2 separate regions of the Gossypium hirsutum genome follow, and region 2 is linked to region 1. A link is a contact called in public Hi-C data. All regions are on one chromosome and are shown on one strand. The core of a region is the stretch at or near the end of the contact, and the rest is flanking DNA. Distances in the headings are between cores, read along the strand shown.

Region 1 (5,611 bases), core at 819-3,318:
TGCCCAGTTGTCAATACATGCAAAACAAAACCTGAAATTCACAAGATGAACCCGCATCATCAAATTCACAACAGGATCCAAAGACATCAGAACACTAATTGATTTTTTAATCAATCTCAAAAAAGTGTCACATTAAAAAAATCAAAGTACAGAGTCAAAACAAAATAACAGTGTAGCTTCTTCTACTTAACTTTACTCCTTGAGGAGAAAGATTGAGAAATATAATCTACAAGTGAACGTAATAAGATTGCGGGAATGAAAGATTATCTTTCGTAATAGGATTACGGGAATGTAAGATTTTGCGTTTACAAGTTCACTTCTTTCAACATTTTTTAGTCTCAATTTTTTATAAATTAAAATAACTTAATAAATTCACTTTTATTACACCTTTATTTTATCATATGAATTCAATTTCTTTTGAAGGATCATATGAATTCAATTGAACCACAACTAAACCTAATTATGAAAATTTATTTATATGGTTTGTCTCCACACCACATGTTGATCATTTTAGGAATGACCCAAATATGTATACGAGTCAGCTCAGCCAATTTTTGGAGGACTGTGTGCTTACTTGTTGCAGACATTCTTAAGTACATGAAACACTGACCATAACCAAATTCTTTAATTTTTTTTTCAAACAAGGAAAACCCTACAGTTTATATACTCACAAAGATTGTATTTACGTATGAAAAATCCATTCTTAAAGTTATTTCATGGTTGATAAAGAACATAGTTTTCTTCTTTTGCCTTGTAAGAAAAGTAGTATATTAAGGCAGGCTTTGTCAAAAAATATCCATACAAATATACAAAATAGAGTATCTGCATCAATTTTAGTTTTCAAACTTAAAAGAGAAAAAGAGAAGAAAAAAAGAAGAGATATTTTGGTTTTTGTCTTAAAATATAATAAAAAGGATTATATTGATAAATATAATGAAAAGAGAAGTAATTTTGTCCTAAATTCAGATTCCGCCCGGAATATCAGATTACCTAAGAAAGAGGCCATAACACCCTATAATATTACGGGATGGCTAGAATGTTGAAATCCAAACACCGTAGTCTGGAATGTATGTTACGCGGCGAACCAAACGCCCCCTAAGAGAAAACTAGATGCCTACCCACACTACTAGCGCCATAAAGAAAAGGAGCTTTGCTTCTAATTAAAGATGCTGCAGGGGGTAAAGATGAAAATAGGAATAACTAGAAACAGTATGCAGAAAAATACCAGTGTTGACAGCAATCAAGAACCCCCCTGTCAATAATAATATTCATGCATATCCCGCATCTTCCGCCATCGAAATTAGAAAGATCCTGTATTTAAAAGGAAAAGGAAAAGAACACAGACATTCAAGACTCTAAATCAAACAACTATCATAAACCAGTGCAAGTATTTGAATACTTTTTCCACGCATCTAACACTAGAGTTTTCAACTTTCAGCTACAAAAATCAAAGAAACTAGGATACAATTGGAAACAAAATAAAAGATAAAGTAAAATGAAATGAAATAACCGAAGTAATAATAATCCGAATAATCATTTAACTAGAAGCTTACATTGTTTTGATCAATAACTGGAATAGTATCCTCGTCCAAAATTCCACTTGCAACCAAATCCACATCCATTTTTATCTTTTCAAAAATTACAAACCTGTCAAGAATAAATGAAAACCTACAAGAATAACAACAAAAACCCAGTAAAATATCAAAATCATATAAAAAATCAAATGATCAAAGATACATGCATACTTAGGATCGTCTGGGTATGCATATATCGATGTTATTCAAAAACTTAAGTTGCTAACCTCACAGAAATAGGGATTTTCAAAGAAGTTTAAGAGGTCAATTCAGTAATTAAATAAAAAAATTAGAAATAAAGAGGGAGAGAGAGAGAGAGAGAGAGAGAGAGAGAGAGAGAAATATGAAAAATGGGAGGATTAAGAAAGATTAGTTACCTTTTAAAGCGAAAAGATTAGAAGCGAATGAAAGAAGAGTCCGCCATCCCCTTTCTCGTGTCTGTATCGCTGAAGTGAAGATGTGATGAGGATCAAGAAAGGGCATCTTCGTAACTGCGAGTTTCGAAAATTGAATATGCTGCCTTAAAGCCTAATATGAATCTTGGGCTTTGATATGGGGCAACTAAAGCCCAATATTTGCGCTATCCCAAGTAAATAAATAAATGAAAATGATTGTCTTTTTTTGGCCCATTATTTTTTTCTTCTTTCTAGAAGTAGAATTAAAATATGATCATAATTCTGTTTGGTAATATGAGGAAGTTATGAGTGACCTTAAACAGCTAAAGATATTTGTCAACAATAGTCTCTGCATTCGTCTCCCAATAAATGTCAAATATAGGTCCTAAATAAAGATAAAACTACTTTTCTTTTTTTCTTTTTTAATTGGAGGAAGGGAATATGGTTGGACTTGGATCGAACCCAAGCTCTCATGTTTATAATATAATACTCTTATCATTGCATCAAGAGTTTATTGAACATATTTTCTATGTTATAATTCCAAATAAAATATCCCATTCCACATTACCGTTACCTGTTGTTACATTCTCTTTATTATTAAAACTAAAAAGTAAACATTCATTTAAAGAATTAGAAAAGAATGTGCTTTTATAGTCGATTGGTACAATCCTCTCCTTATAACACCCAAAAGTTTCTATAAGACATAAAACACTATTTTGGAATCGAATATAGTAAATTTTTAACAAAATTAGAAAATGAGTCAAATAAAGAATTTTTATGAAATAAAAATTGATGTTAGAGATAAAAATCAAAGAAAAATATTATGGATGTGGAAATGTGGCAAAAAGGAATAAATTGGAATTTTAGAAAATTACCGATACCAAATTAAGCTTTGACGTTTCATAAAATCAAATTCAAATCATAAGGTATCGATACTTGAATCAATGTACCGAAATTTCCTTATAGTTACCGATACCTCACCTTAGTCTCGATACCAAATTGGCCTTCTATTTGTTTGTAAAACCGATTGAAAATACTAGGCATTGATACACTTACCAAGGTATCAATACCTTAAAGTAAATGTGACAAAAACTACCATTTGGTCCCTTTTCATGCCAAAACCAAAATTAGTTAAGATGGTGCACTTAACCACACATCATACCTACAGAAAATACTCCAAAATACATACCAATCAATGCATATAGCCATTACCAATTCAAAACATCTTTGATACTAATTCAATCCAACAACTTGTTTAAAACACAAACTAGTCTTTCTTCTTCCAAGCCATTCAAATCACATACCAACCATGCCATTTCCAAGTTCAATTCTAACCATTAGCACATTTAAATAAACCATTAAAACACTATGTATATCTTCACATAACATGACCAAATCATGCCTCAATACAAGTGCAAGCATTATCATTTCATAATATATATACTAGTCCAAATTCAAACCAAGCATATAGTTTCAAGTTGACTTACTTTTACTACCTATGTACATGCCACATAATCGAAATTAAAACGAGCAAAAGACTATTGAAACATTGATAGGATAGTGTGAGCTTCATGATGATCCAATCGACATGTTCCGTAAACTGACGATCTACAACAAAAAAGGACATAATGGGTAAGCATTTTTGAATGCTTAGTAAGTCCATATGAAATTTACTTAACTTACCTTAACATTACAACAATTTTTACAATTTTCATACAATGATATCTAATATGGCATCTTTGGCAACCTTACACTTCCATAAGAATTTCAACCAATGTATCAAATGGGTTAGTTCAAAATTATATCATGAACTTATAATACAATCATATATGTATATAACATTCCATCATATAACACATAAAACTTAATTGTAACAACTCGATAGTCAGGGGTGTCGAAAAAGTGTATTTTTGGGACTCTGTTTCAACAAACCAGACCCGTAAATATTTACGGAGTCATATTAGAGGCGAATTAAATTTTTAGTAAGCAATTTTCTTGAATTAGGAGTTATTAAGGTACAAGGACCAAATAGTGAAAGAGTCAAAAGTTAAATTATAGATTGAAATTAATTAAAGGGACTAAAGTAATAATTCTACCCTTGTTTCGTTGGTCACAACTTAGCATTTATGATATATATTATATATTATGTTTACTTAATAAAACTTATGTTATAATAATAAATAAAATGAAAACAAAATAAAAATAATTATAATGGAAAGTGGCATGAAAGAGAATGTTTTAACTCTCTTTTACATGCAATTTCAAAATTAGGGAGAAGAAAAAGAACTTGGATGGCCATAAGGGTTTTTAAAACATTCAAGCTTCAATTGGTTAGTCAGTTTAGTCCTTTTTTTTTGTAATTTTTACATTTTTTGAATCCCGATACTTAGAACTTGTCGACCCATGTTACAATTTTTAGTATTTTTCAAGATTGAAGATGTTACCATTGTTGATTAGTTAGAGTTTTTGGGATTATATTGATAGATTTTTAAGTTAGAAGTGGAAAATGACTAAATTGTGGAGTTAAATGTTAATTTTGAGAAATAGGGGCTAAATTGTAAAAAAAATCAAAATTAAGGGGTAGAATTGAAAATAGGGAGCTAAATTTAGCTTAGAGTGAAATTAGTATAAAAATTTGAGGTTAAATATAGAGATTAAAATTAGTCTCGATTTAGGGACTAAATTGAAGAATAAACAAAATATAATAGAAAAATTGAAATTCTTGTGAATTGAGTGGTATGTTATTATATTGTAATTATTTTATTCCATAACGAATGTTGTCCCGGAATCCTCGAGTAAGAAAGGAAAAGACAAGATCGACGTCGAGTAGCTTGGAATATACGGTTTGTATTTCTATAATCCAAACTAAATTGTGAATTATTGCATATTGAGTTGTTTGTGTATGGTAAGTAATTGAGGTGAGAACTCTTGTACATTTGGACGGAATTGAATCAAATGATGATTAAAATGACTCGATTATGAATATTGATAAATATGGTATTTTTATGACTGTTGAATTGAATATATATATTGAGAAAATGTGGTTACTATCAAATTGAATATATGCTTATATGTGATAATATACATTCATGAAAATTGAGACATTGGTTGTATTGAAAAGTAAAGTGACACTCTATTAACTGTTTCGAGCTAAGTCAGATATAGATGGCATGCCATAAGATAGGAAGAGTTCAGGAATTTTTTCAACTTCGAGTCGATGAGGCACTGGGTGCCAATTTGCTTCAGTTTAACCGATGAGACACTAGATGTCAACTTATATAGTGCTGGGCGTAGTTATTACTTCAAATTTATCCGATAAGGCATCGGGTCCCAAACTGGTGTGTTGGTTGGATCTGTGTATCCGTCTGAGTCCGAGTCGTGTTAATAGGGGAAAATAAATGATAAAAATCGATGTGCTTGATATTTGAAATGGCAAAGGATGAGAAATGGAAATGAGATGTGAAATGAAATATGAAATGGTGGATTTTGTTGTGAATATTGATGAATTATGAGTAATGAACTCATGGATTGGAAATGGAAATGAATAATGCCTTTGTATGAGATGATTTATTAGATGCCTTATGAAATGCTATTGCCGTATATTAAAATTGTAATATTTATTGGATGTTAACAAGAATGAAT
Region 2 (5,611 bases), core at 807-3,306, 140 kb after region 1:
CAGCAGCAAGCATACTTTACAAAAATAACATGAAGCAATAACGTTTATGAGTTTAGAACAGCACATTGTACTCTGTTCATATATATGCATATTAAAGACGCATTGTTTACCTGTATTTGAGAAACATGTGAACATTCATAGCGCAGTCCTTGGCGAGTTAAGATATAAAAGGAATATCGTGTTCCTTCATCTTCTCTCGTGAAACTTGGCAAGGAACCTACTTCCACAACATCGGACAGTAGGGTGGAATCCTGAGGGCTCAAATCTGCAGATTGTAAATTAAGAAGTTGATTATCAAGTCATGTTTATAATTAATATACCAACCTGTTTCATGTATCCTTCAATCTTACTAGTTTACTTATTGCTTTTTCAAAGTTTAGCTCCATTTGAAACTTAATTCATCAAAGGGTTAATTACCTGTGGAGAGTAAATAGAAGAATATACATTGGCCGTGAAGAACAATGAATCGAGGAAGCCAATCGTTGATTTTGGTATCATCGATAGGAGCAGGTTCTCCGGGTAAAGCTGTCCATCTCTGAGAATGAAAGATATGTAGGAAGATCATTAACCAGGAGAGTAACAGTACTGCAAGAACAAAGAGCTGGATGCAGGATAAACTTGATACAAATGATAGCAAAATTGGAAAATGCATACGGTTCGAATGTACAAATAGCCAGAAAGTCGAGCCGATCGCAAAATCCCATCGATATGTTCCAACCTGCAATGACACAGAAACATCATCACATGCAAAAGTATCCAAATCTGAATATTACGTAGGAATATTATTTGCTAGACCTCAAGAACTAAAGGTTCATATATAGTTGACCAAAATATACATAATAGTTCAAAGGACAAGATTCAGCTCTCCTTTACCGAGCTTTCATGTGAGCTTCTCTCTCTTCTATATCAGCGAGTTCCGATCTAAGTGATTCCAACTCTGCAGCCGTTAACTGAACCTGAAAATGGAGGTGACTAAGGGATGTATGATAATCAATGACAACCAAATGGGAAGTTCAAAGAGGCTGTTAAATGAACCTTTTGCTGACCATCAGCACCAGTCCAAGGCAGTCCCCGCAAACTGAACAGATTCAACATGAATGCACCACTTCTCAATCTTTGCCGAGACTATAAACTGCTACGGGACCTATCCTAAAGCGGAACCCTTCAATATTGAGATAACATGTATATCAAAAGAATAATCAATCACTCATGCTTCCTAGATTTAGAATTAAAATCTCATAAATCTACTTTGTCATAAAATTCGTATCTAACCCACTTACAGGGACAAGGTTTTCATGAACCGGGAACAATTAAACCATTGAATTTTCAATTTTTTTTACATCAAAGTGAATCAATTAACCCGTAATTAACAGCTCAAACTATTACAAAAAGAGAACAAATTATGCCCCATATTCGAAAGCTAAAACAACAAACTAAAAGCAAAGCAAGAAAACTAATAAAACCAAAATCCCATTAACCAAAGTAAATAAGTAAAAAAAAAGGTTCTGCAGAGCTTACAGAAGTTGATCTCTTTTTGTATACGCAGCAGGAGCAGAAAAAGAAAGAATAAGTTTGAATGATACAGATAATGATTTGGTTATAGAAAAAGAATTTCTAACAAAAGATGAAGAGATATTTTTCTCTTATCGCTGTTGTGTTAACGGGAAGTGTTTTGACTTTCCTCAAACTTGTACATAACCATGACCGGTGGGTAGAGTCGTTTCTGTATGATCGTATTGCTTAATGTTAAAAGACCATTATACACCCATCTTTTCTTGTTTTTTCCCTTCGGCTCATGGAGTGAAAGAAAAGGCTTGATAATCTGCGTTACCAACGCTGCCCCTGTTGATCCATTGATCAGTGCTGGATGCTTGATTGAGTCAAACAATTCCATGAGCCCAATCTCTGATCCATCATTTATCTCTTCGCATCCACTGCCTAATACAATTGTTACCATACCGATAATCTTGATTTATGCGTATGCTGTTTACTCTAGGTGATACATAGGTAAATAGAAATTCTAAGGGGAAAGTGAGTCCGAGTAGTTCCTTACTTTCGCCTTAGTGCCTTGGTGATCTAATCAAGAGATTACTCAAAATTGATTTCAGGTAACAACCTCCACGTGAAGATCTTGATAGTTGAGGACAAAGCTAATAATTGTAGTATATCACTTAGGGCCAGTTTTTCATTACTTTTCAAAACTGCTGTGGAAACGTACTTTTGAGAAGTACTTTTGAGAAATACTTTTGAAAATTTTGATTGTTTGGTATTGTTGTTAAAAAGTGCTTTTGAAGAATAAAATGTCCATTTTAGACATGATATTATAAAGTAACAAATATGTATTTAAATAATATTCAAATTAGTTAATATTATGATTTTTAGCAAAAATATAAAAAATATTTTATTATAACTTATGGTTAATATTTTAATATATAAAATTAATTTTAAATATTTCTAAGTAATTAATATTAATTAATTATTAAATTTAATTAGAATATATAAACTATATTTAAATATTTAAATATAATAATTAAATATTTGTAATTGGATATTGACACAATTGTATTATTATAAAAATTATTTTTTATTTTTAATTAATGCTTTCAACACATTTGTATTATTTTATTTTAAAATGTATTTAAATATATAACTCATATTAGATATTAACATAACATAGAAAACATAAACCTAACAAATTAAAATATTACATATATTTGGATTGAAGTTTTAAAAAGGAATAATATTTATATATCAAATATAAATACTAAAAATTTTACAATAGCATTTACAATTTAAAGTGAATTCATTAAACTAGAAGCTATAGCATCTCTTGTTAATTCCATTTCAAAACCACTTAAATTATTTGATTCACCGTCATCATCACTATTATCGTCGTCGTTGTCATCATCATCACTTTCCTATTAGCAAGGAAGGATTTAGTGGAATAGTAAGCATCTTGTTTTGGATTTGGTAATTAAATTTTAAATAACAATAATAATCTCACATTCAAAAAGTAATATTTTATTAATTTAGTTAGAGAATGCAAAAATTATAAACAAGCCTAGTTAAACTCGATGTAAAAAAGCTTAATCAAACTTGAACATGAGCTTAAAAATGATGCTCGATCGAGCTTGAGCAAAGTATCAAACATTGAATTTTAAATGAGCACGACTCGACTCAATTACACCCTAATTATTTATCAACTTGATTATTCGGGGTGTTGATTGGTCAAAGAAGGATTATAAACTCATTTTGATTACTGCTAGAAACACCTTAACCATGGTGGATAACGATCAGTAGGGATGGGAAAGCTACCGGTACTATTGGACTTGTCAAACAAAACATGGTGTTATGCTCACTAGAACTTGATTGGTAGATAAATGAGCAAAGCTAGTTATAATGACTACGGTGGCAATAGTAGAAAAATTCTTCCAAAAATCGAACTTACTAGCTTCATCACTGAATGTCATCATTTTGCATCTCTCCAAATGAAAGCTTTTTTTCTTTTTTCTCCTTTTTGGTGTTCAAGAGAAAATATACACATTTTGCAGTACTGTTACATGAATAACTTAAATGAAAGGCAACACCTTTAACATACATAAAAAAGGATTCAAGAGCATTAGTATGTACCAAAACTCGATGCCATCTCTTTTATTTTGCCTTCAACTTTACTTCAATCAGTCTCCTTACAAATGAGGGAGGTTTTCCCCTTATTAGTCAATCCGCGACTGTTATTTTTTTTCACTACATAAGCTGCATAAACAATTCCAAGCAAATGGGAAACCTCAATAATATTGTTTTCCATAATCAGAATATGAAGAAAATCGCGGTCGGATTCTATTTTGTAATTTGACTGAGAAAAATGGTCTTAAAATTAATTAAAATCTAAGCAATTGCTGCTCAAGTCTCCTCTAGCAAAAAAAAAAAAAAAAAATTCAGTCAGATGGGCCAATCATTTTCTCTGGGACCACAAGAGTGTCAAATTCTTCGCTTGTGAGCACACCAAGGCTCAATGCTGCTTCCTGCAGAAGATAAGCATAGAAACAAGTGTAGGTCATATTCAGTATTTCAGCCATCAAAGGAAAGGATTAGGACAAACATTGAAACAGTTCCATATGAGAACAACTTAAGTGAGGTCGAATTTCCATATTAAGATGTCAGTAAGCACAACAAAACAAAGTCATTGCTATCCATGATCGCATCAAAGATACTCAAGAAGTGAACCATAAAGAGAAGAAACAAATCTCACCTTCAAAGTGGACCCCTCCTTGTGTGCTTTCTTGGCAACTGCTGCAGCATTGTCGTAACCAATTTTCTGAAAGCAAAGAGATCATTAGAGACGTGTTCAAAATGCAAAAGACTCATTGAGGAACAACTGATCCTAGATAGAAGCAGGGAAGAGAACTTACAGGGTTCAAAGATGTGACAAGCATTAGAGATTGCAAGACCATTCAAAATGTCACAAGACAACATATGATCATTAGCTTGACAATCTATCATATGGTATCAAAATAAAATTAAAACATTCAAGATGTGGCATCAACTGACCTCATGCAGTAATTTAGAAATTCTTTCCCTATTGGCTTGAATTCCCCTCACACAGTTCTTCTCAAATGAAGCAAATGCGTCACCCAGCAATCTTAATGACTGATAGCAAAGGACAATGATCATCAATGAATGAAAATGACCACTGAATAAGAAAAATGCTGAAACCATCAGAATAATGCCAACCACACTCACACACACACACAAAAGAGGGTTATCCAAATTGCAGACAAACCTTCCCAGTAAGCGTATGTCATTTGCAACCTTCATCAGGGACGTAGCAACAGTGTTTAGGGCTCCGCTAGTTTCAACAAAGGCATCATGTGCAGCCTGATTAAAGAGAAATAAATATTCATGAATGTGTAACTATTTTGCATGACAACTTAAAATGGAAAAATAATCAATTCCTTCAACCTAAAACAAAATGGAAAAATAAATAAATAAAAGCTTGATCAGAGAGAGCTAAGAGATTCCCCAAAGCTTCAAACTTATTTTCTGCTGTGACAAATGGCAAGTTTGTCTCATCTGCTACGGCAGCAGCAATTTTTGCATCAAACCTAGATCAATTTTAACATTGGGCATTGTCAAGTTCAGTACGAGAATCCTAAAGGAACATTGTTATGATGATAAATAATGCTCTCAAACAAATAGTTCATTCTTTATAATAATTTCAGTTTTAAGTTTGCATTTAGTAAATTTGGTAACAGCAGCTTCAAGCCATGGCATAGCAGATGCAACATCTATTAATATAAAAATAATATCTAGAAAGTTTACTCAGGTGCACTAGCTTTAAACAAACATTCAATGACCAAAGAGTATTTCTGAGGCTCTGACCATAAAATATAAGAGATAAAACATGAATTATAGCTTAAATATCATAAAGGGCTTGGATCTTAATAAATCAGAGAGCAATATTAAAGCAACCAGGTAAAATAAATCAACTATATAGCATCAGAATAAAACGAACAAAAGAAAACCAACTGAAATTGACAAAGGAAAATAGACATAATTACAAAATCAGAGAAGCAATGTTCAAGGCTAAGTAACATACCCTTTCTTTGTGTTC

Evidence for each region. A called contact is a pair of places that touch in the nucleus more often than the background predicts.
Region 2: a Hi-C map of leaf shows a contact between it and region 1, with 2.9 times the contacts expected there. The contact joins the promoter of LOC107911211 here to the promoter of LOC107911282 in region 1. A contact is called at or near these places in 9 of 34 Hi-C or Micro-C datasets (callus, hypocotyl, leaf and 2 more).

Annotation. Positions count from the first base shown.
Region 1 is chrD08:41,814,707-41,820,317 of Gossypium_hirsutum_v2.1, forward strand. LOC107911282 reads right to left here and starts at 2,069. Exons shown (of 15, transcript XM_016839153.2): 1 at 1,952-2,069; 2 at 1,554-1,668; 3 at 1,226-1,311; 4 at 1-31. The coding sequence starts at 1,622.
Region 2 is chrD08:41,950,812-41,956,422 of Gossypium_hirsutum_v2.1, forward strand. LOC107911211 reads right to left here and starts at 2,057. Exons shown (of 7, transcript XM_016839091.2): 1 at 1,519-2,057; 2 at 1,036-1,162; 3 at 874-956; 4 at 655-718; 5 at 418-535; 6 at 111-265. The coding sequence starts at 1,095. It overlaps LOC107911202 (fumarate hydratase 1, mitochondrial), which reads right to left. Exons shown (of 7, transcript XM_041098187.1): 1 at 5,597-5,611; 2 at 5,021-5,102; 3 at 4,781-4,875; 4 at 4,549-4,690; 5 at 4,410-4,439; 6 at 4,250-4,315; 7 at 3,626-4,022. The coding sequence starts at 4,815. The coding sequence ends at 3,936.